Regions from separate parts of the Mus musculus genome. Here region 1 is linked to region 2. A link is a contact called in public capture Hi-C data. All regions are on one chromosome and are shown on one strand. The core of a region is the stretch at or near the end of the contact, and the rest is flanking DNA. Distances in the headings are between cores, read along the strand shown.

Region 1 (3,756 bases), core at 552-3,051, 180 kb after region 2:
TCTTGCACTTGGAAAAATACTCTCACATATCAGCAAAACTTACTCTTAATTTTCTATATAAATTACTTTCCTAGCCAGTCTTTGTCTTTTGATTATGAATCTTCTGTTTTTCTTTTACAATATAAAATTCCTTAGATGGGCCAATAGATCTAATGTTAATTTGTCATCTCATCTACCCTTACAAGGTCTTATAGAGTCCCATCCTAATATTACATATGAATTTCAGGAACACACGCTAATGATAGAAAGATCTTAACTCCCAGGATCCAGAAAACTAGTCTCTGAGCAGTCTCTCCCATTTTATTGGCAGGCAATAAAAATGCAGTAGCACTAAGCAATAACAAAAGCAGGGTACACTCCAAAAGGTTGGGTTACTACTCAGTACTGATCAAAACTGGCTTTTTTGTAATGTGGGTCTTGTATTATCATATCACCTTCATTTTACCTTCAAAGAAAAGCCAGCAAACTGAACTAGTTTATAAAGTCTCCCAATGCATGTATGTTAATCTGTTAGTCAAGACAGACCAGGTAAATCTGTGGGCTTCTGATGCTAAGCTTGGTTCTTTCACTGCAATTTGGTCATGAAGAATCCAGAGGTACAAGCATTTATGCGGCCTTCACTGGGCAGCGAGTACTGAATCATTTCATTTAATCCTCGAAAGAGCTTCCTGTATAGATGCCAGCGTGTCCATTTTATAGGTGAGAAAACCAACACTGGGGATGCATTGAAGAGTCTCTAGTATTAATCAGTAAACGAGTCAAGATCTGAACCCAGTTTTTCTGCCTCCAAAGGATAGTTCTTTCTACCTTGTCATATTACCACCCTCCTCAAATTAGAGTGGAATGCTTCCATATTTGGGGGAAATTGGTAATAAAAGCTCTTAGGGAACATTTCCAGAAATGTGTGAAATATGAAGGAGATGGTTGCCAACCAGGTCAGCTTTTCCTGAATGCCAAACGCACACAACCCCTCAGAGCTGACCTCAGTGTTGCAGCAGATCCGGGAAGATATTCTAAATGTGGAAGATATTCTAAATGTGGAAGATATTCTAAATGTGGAAGATATTCTAAATGTGGAGAAATACAAGAAATGCATGGCTTTGCTGACACTGCCTCTCATTTCTTGATGTGTGTGTTATCAGACAGAGAGGTAGCAGTGGCTGAAACCTCAGAATTAACTGATGTCAATCTCAGGTCTTTCCCTTGGAACTGAGACTTTGATCCTACCTGCAGAATCCCTTGGTGGGCCAATCGAAGGCTGTGTGTCCAGAGAAGCTGTAGAGATCAGAAACAAGCAAGCCTCGTGACAGTGACCACAAATGGTCCTTTGAGGAGAATCACACTTTTCTTTTTAACGAGGAACTGAAAAATTGTGGGAAACTTTAGAATTGTGTCAAGCATAGGAGTTTGAAGGATGAGGTATCTATGGACCAGGGCCTTTTATTTCAGTGAAATAACTGTAAAAGTAACTTTTATTTACCTGAGGTAATTGTTGTCTCGGAGACTTACAACTGCTGAATAAGCTCACCCTTTCTAGTTCTTTATAAACTCTGTCTGGTTCAACTCAGGCTGTTCTGACTTAAATTCCTCTCCTAGCTGACTGATTCAATCTGGCTTCTCTGTGCTTCCAACTGAATTGCTTTTCTTGGCTTCAAACTAACTCTGGCAATTTGTCCTAATCTTTTGGCTCCTTCTCATTCTCTGGCATCAACTGCCTCTGACCTGCGCTGAGTTGCAAGAACTCATGAATGAGTGAAGCCAATTCCACTGCACTGCTCTAACTGTACTGACTCCCAACTGACTCACTCTTCCTGTGCTGCTCTTAAATAGCTTCCGTTTCCTGTCTGTTCTTGTCAGAGCTGTATGTAACCTATATCTGACTCATTAGGTCAAATCTATCTATGATTCATCACTTTGCCTGCCCTTCATGAGACTTCACTTTCAAACATGGCTCCTTCCTTCTACAAACTAATTTTACCTTAAAGGTATGTACTAAGGGTGTATGTGTATTTCAGCCAGAGGGATTAAAGGTGTGTGGCATGTCTGCATTCCAGCTGTCTTTGGATGTGATTCCTTGCCAGAGCAGCCACATTGCTGAAATAAAATTCCTCTACATGTAAACCAGCAATAAGGATCGTGCATGCTTGTAACAAAGGCCTTAACAACATAGAAGTTCCCTGGATTGAAGCAGTGGTTTCTGGTCTTCTTGTTATTCCCAATGTTTTATTTTTAATATATATTGATTAAATTATTTTAGGTCTAGAATAATAAAGTCTATGCCGAAGTTAAAAGAGTCTTTATCTTTATTAAGCAACAATAGTGAATGCTGACTCTGATGCCAGAGAAATTTAAAAAGTCAGAAGGAAGCTGGGCGTGGTGGAACACACCTTTAATCCCAGCACTCGGGAGGCAGGCAGATTTCTGAGTTCGAGGTCAGCCTGGTTTACAAAGTGAGTTCCAGGACAGCCAGGGCTATACAGAGAAACCCTGTCTCGAAAAACAAAAAACAACAAAACAACAACAACAACAAAGTCAGAAGGAAAACACCTCCTTTGACAAACAGTAAGTCTGAGCATGGGTCACAATGAAAAGCACACATGTGCTCAGGTCTGAGACTCTAGAGAGAAAATCGCAACATAAACACAATCTGAGATGCCCAACTCTACATGCTGATGCTATAGTCTTCATTGCATGCTCCCAAAACGACCTTGGATTTCAGATGTGAAGACAACAACAACAAATTCTTATCTTCACTCTGAAATTTGGAAAATGTAAGACACTCTTAGCCTCAGGCACTCCTTTTAAAAAAAAGTATTTTACACACACACACAAATCATTCTAACTTTCTTTCCTAAGTGTACAACAAATTTTAATGATAAAATAGCCTCTGTAGTTGGACCCAACAAGGAGGTCCGAGACCTAGCTCAGCCATGTTTTAGTAGTCTTGAGCTCTTCCATGTATCTAACGTTATAAATGGATGCCTATGCCTTGTATAGCTCAATAGTGAGAAACTAGACAATGATCTGTAGTATGTACTGCTAATATTACCTCCAATTTACAGATGAGGTAACTGGGGACCAGAGAACTAAGGAACTCACCCAAGATTGTGTTCTCTAGTATAGACATGAACTAGGACTCAAACAGAAGTACTTCACCAAGAACCCAGGCTTTCAATCAATGTACAAGTAGGAAACACTGAACCCTTTCCTTCTTTATTAAGAAACGTGTCCCAAAAATGAAACATATGCCATCCATTTCCCTATTTTGAGTGATAATTGAAGTGTTAGATGTTACAGCATTACTATACTATATTCTTATACAAATCATAAGTATGGTGGGAAAGGAGGGTCTAGAAACAGGGATGAGCCTCCAGCACGGGATTCAACCACTTCTGCTTTGAACTTGCCATCAGCAAAACTCAAACCCCATTCTCTCAGGTGGTCAAAGGAAGATAACTGTATGTATTGTGTAATCTACCAAAGGTTGTCATTTGTATTATTGTGAAAGCATAGAAGACTAATGTGCAGCCTGAGTAGCGAGGAGGAAGGAAGACATTCCTGGCAGGGAGCCAAGGCCCAGATGTGTTGCCTCCAGGACTTTGGAAGACTGACCGTGTTGATCATGAGTTTATTGCTGCAAAAGTTAGGCGCGGCATGTAGTCATTTGATGGGTGTTTCTCCCACAGCCGACTGCAAATATTTGCTTAACTTCTATTCTTACCTTCCACGTAGAAATTATTTATTTGTCAGTCTTTT
Region 2 (3,603 bases), core at 550-3,049:
ACACAATTATCACTGGTAACTAAAACCAAAAAGAAAAAAAAATGTTAATAGTAATCAGAAAGAAAAAAATAAGTGTCCTTAAAAGACCTTGCCTAGACTTATATGTTAAACCAGTGAGTAGGACAAATAAGAGTGAAATCACTTGCAAATGAGCTCCAATGATCCTGTAGCTATTTATACTCCCACAGGATGACTCAGGGGTGACTCAGTTGTCTGCAATGAGTTCCCTGTATTAACCTGGTCACCCATGAGTTCCCTTAGTTCACAGTGTCAATGCCAGTCCAGTGAGTGTCCTATGATTCTGGTTTTTTTTCTTTAAAAAATTAATTTATTACCTTTATATCTGGATTATTTCCTCCCCTGGCCTCTCCCTTCCACAGTTCTTCCCGCACCCCTCTCCCCTTAACCCCTGAGAGGGTACAGCTCCCTCACCCCCTGTATCTCCCTAACCTTGCACATCAAGTCTCTGTGGGGCTAGGCACATTCTCTCCTACTGAGGCCAGACAAGGCAGTCCAACTAGAGGATGTATTCCACAGACAGGCAACAGCTTTAGGTCCAGTTGTTCTGGACCCACATGAAAACCGAGTTGCACATCTACATATCTGCAGGGGACTAGGTTCAGCCCATGAATGCCCTTACGTTGTTTAGTTCAGTCTCTGAGAGCCCCCAAGGATCTAAGTTAGTTGCCACTATTGGTCTTCCCATGGAGTTCCTATCCCAAGTCAGGGCCCTCAATCCTTCCCCCAATTCTTCCACAAAAAGAGCATTCTGTGAGATGAGAAAAAGGACACAGAAGTTCACGAAGATTGTTTGGCCTTATGCTTCTTGGAAATTTCCTGGAAACAAAGACTGTCTCTTGTAGACAACAGAAGGCAGCACAGATGTTCTCTACTCCCTGGACAGTGTGCCTCCTGAAACCGTGCATCATAATATTGCTCATAAACCAATAGCCAGGCATTTCTTAGGGCAGAAGGCCATCTTCTGCTTAAAGGCCTATTTGAAGCTTGTGAACCAAGACACAAAACTAAAGATATGTATTTCTACAAATTAAAAACAAAAACAAAGCAAAACAAAACAAAACAAAACAAACAAACATAAAAAACTACCAAAAACTCAGTACGGTGAAAATAGATTTCTGGAGTTTTATTGGTACAATTCAAAATATACTAAAAGTGATAATTGAGTATATTTTAAATTAAAGATGTGCTAATAACAGTAATGAAATTGTTTTCAGAGAAGTAACAATTATTTGAACTGGGAGGTTCAGAGCTTGATTTCTCTATACTTAAATTAATTATAAATATTTATCTACAGAAAAGCATTGTTAGTTCAATGTTAGGGCCACACAAAGCCTAATGATCAAATTCTGCCTGAAGATCATAGTTTGACTGAGGAATGTCTTACTGATGCCACAGAAACAGTAGAAGTAAGCAACAATAGAAGCTGTACTTTATGGTTTTCCTTAAGTATATTTACATATTTCTATATTTCACATTTCTGTCTACTTTGCCTAGGAATTTGGTGGGGCAGAGACACCTGTTTACCTTGGAAATGAAATGGAATTATTTAATAGAAATTTTAAAAATGGAAAAATAATATATGCTTAGTAATTGAGTACCAATTTTTTTTTCTAGTATGAGGAACATACTGAAGTCAAGATGACTAAGGAAGTTAAATCTTTCTAAAGTTGCTCAAGTTCCATTTACGTGTCAAAAGCCCAGCTTCACTGACGAATACCTTAGTTTTCACTCAGTCACAGGAAGAGAGTGTGTGAACTAGCTTTTGAGGAAGTCCTTGCTAGCTGGTATATGAGCCCATTATTGCCACATTAATGCTGACTAACAGACGTACTCAGATCTCAGTAGCCTACAGCGCTGAGAATTTCCTCATTCTTAGAAGGCTTTACACCAATTGTGGTTTGGTTGGTCTACCCTACTCCAACATATAGAGTGGAGAGGAATTAAGAAATATTCCTCACATCAGTTTCAAGCCTACAGACATACACACACACAATCAAAAATAGATATGTATATAAATAATTTTAAAAGAGAAGAACTCTTTTCTGGTTTCTGCTGCACAATTTTGGCTAGGATTGATTCTCAGAGCCACGTGACTGGGGAGAATTAAAGATGCGTTTTTTTTTTCAATACCTATGGTACGAGGCAGAAAGCACAGGAGGAAGTTGAAATTAGAGACTGGGTGAGCTAATCCACGCAACATGTCATAGCTTTACCCAAGGAGCTCACTACAACATATCTAGACACAAATGGAATGCCTGAGAATCGTGCAGTAAGGAGATTGTTTATCTGGATGTAGTCTGAGTCGGGAAAGGGCTACCTGTTTGAAAAGAAGCCCCACGTTGGCATAGAGCCACCTCCAGCCTGCACTGTGAATATGGGGAAGGGCGGGGAAGGTTTGCATGAGAGATAAGTGCTGCTTCTGCCTACATATGCTCTGGCATGCACAAGTTTCTTGAACTTCCCTGTGAAAGAAGGCAGGCAGTGAAGAGGGCCACAGAGGGACAGAGTGTGAAAGCAGAAAATCTAGATGGAAGTGCTCAGTATTCAGTACCCTTCCTTGAGATTCTAAATTGCTGACCTAGGCTACCGCAGACCTGTGTGACTTCAACCCTGTCACTAAAACAAACAAACAAAAAAACCTGGCAAAACAGCTAATGAATTAAGCTTTGGAGGTAAAAGAAAATCCCAGGCTCAGTAAGCAATCAATGGTCATAGATTTTTCAGTGACTAAGACTAAACTCCCCAACCTCCTAACCCTCTAGGATAAGGTTTATAAACCAAAGAAGTAGCTCTGTTAGTCAAGTTAAGGGGTTAGTGGCAGAATACAGAAGAAGCAGGAAATGATGAGTCAGGGGATTTATTCTCCCTCAGCTCCATGAATACCTGCAATTTGCCAGAAAACAAACAAACAAACAAACAAACAAACATGGTGGCCACTACTGGCATAATGGACCCTCCAAGACCTTCTGCAGAGCTGGTAACCAGGCATCACAGGCAAGATTGTGGCTCTGGACCTTCCTTTCTTCATAAGCATCCTTGATGACCACAGATGTCTGTCCCAGTGGCTCAGCGTCCCCTGCCTTTTAGTCCAACTCTAGAGGACAGTGCAGCAAGAGCCTTCATCGCTACTGGAAATGCCTGGACCTAAGCCAGGGCATGGAGGACAAGAGGTCAAAACAGGGCTTCTATCAAGCAAGACAGAAACCAGGTGTGAGCTTCCCCATTTGTCAACCAATGGATAATATGACCTTTGCAGAAAGGCTTTTATGCTGTATTATTCTGTTTTCCTCTGACAAAGATAAGATCATAATTCAGTGTTTTCTTATATATTTAAGTTACAGTACATATAAATCTCAATTTGTTCCTGGGGAGCATGGGTTAACAATGTTTTAATTACTGTGATTATAGTCAACTTTGGTCTGTAGCTTGTGAAGTCTTCCAGATAATAATGATAAATATCTGTAATAGACTGCAGTAGAGAGTAATGTATGGAAGATAAACTTTCTGTTAATTGACTTCAACAATCTTTTTGCATCTCAATTTTACACTATCTGGAGGAATGAGTGGAGCTATTCATTAAAA

Evidence for each region. Capture Hi-C pulls out chosen DNA fragments and counts their contacts.
Region 1: a capture Hi-C map of bone marrow-derived macrophages shows a contact between it and region 2, with 9 times the contacts expected there. The contact joins two enhancer-like sites. A contact is called at or near these places in 5 of 484 Hi-C or Micro-C datasets (the 3T3-L1 cell line, bone marrow-derived macrophages, embryonic stem cells and 2 more), 3 of 115 datasets of contacts at active chromatin or transcription factors (embryonic fibroblasts, fibro-adipogenic progenitors and pancreatic cancer cells) and 1 of 9 other capture datasets (bone marrow-derived macrophages).

What each region holds. Positions count from the first base shown.
Region 1 is chr6:17,592,365-17,596,120 of GRCm38.p6, forward strand. No RefSeq gene overlaps it. Among named protein-coding and RNA genes, the nearest start is that of Capza2, 43 kb to the right of the region's middle. Within about 2 kb of position 1,802, at least 18 of the 459 cell types and tissues checked have an H3K27ac peak or open chromatin away from gene starts, as enhancers often do. A contact at or near this core is called in bone marrow-derived macrophages, where this site is marked.
Region 2 is chr6:17,408,087-17,411,689 of GRCm38.p6, forward strand. No RefSeq gene overlaps it. Among named protein-coding and RNA genes, the nearest start is that of Gm25021, 26 kb to the right of the region's middle. Within about 2 kb of position 1,800, at least 100 of the 459 cell types and tissues checked have an H3K27ac peak or open chromatin away from gene starts, as enhancers often do. A contact at or near this core is called in bone marrow-derived macrophages, where this site is marked.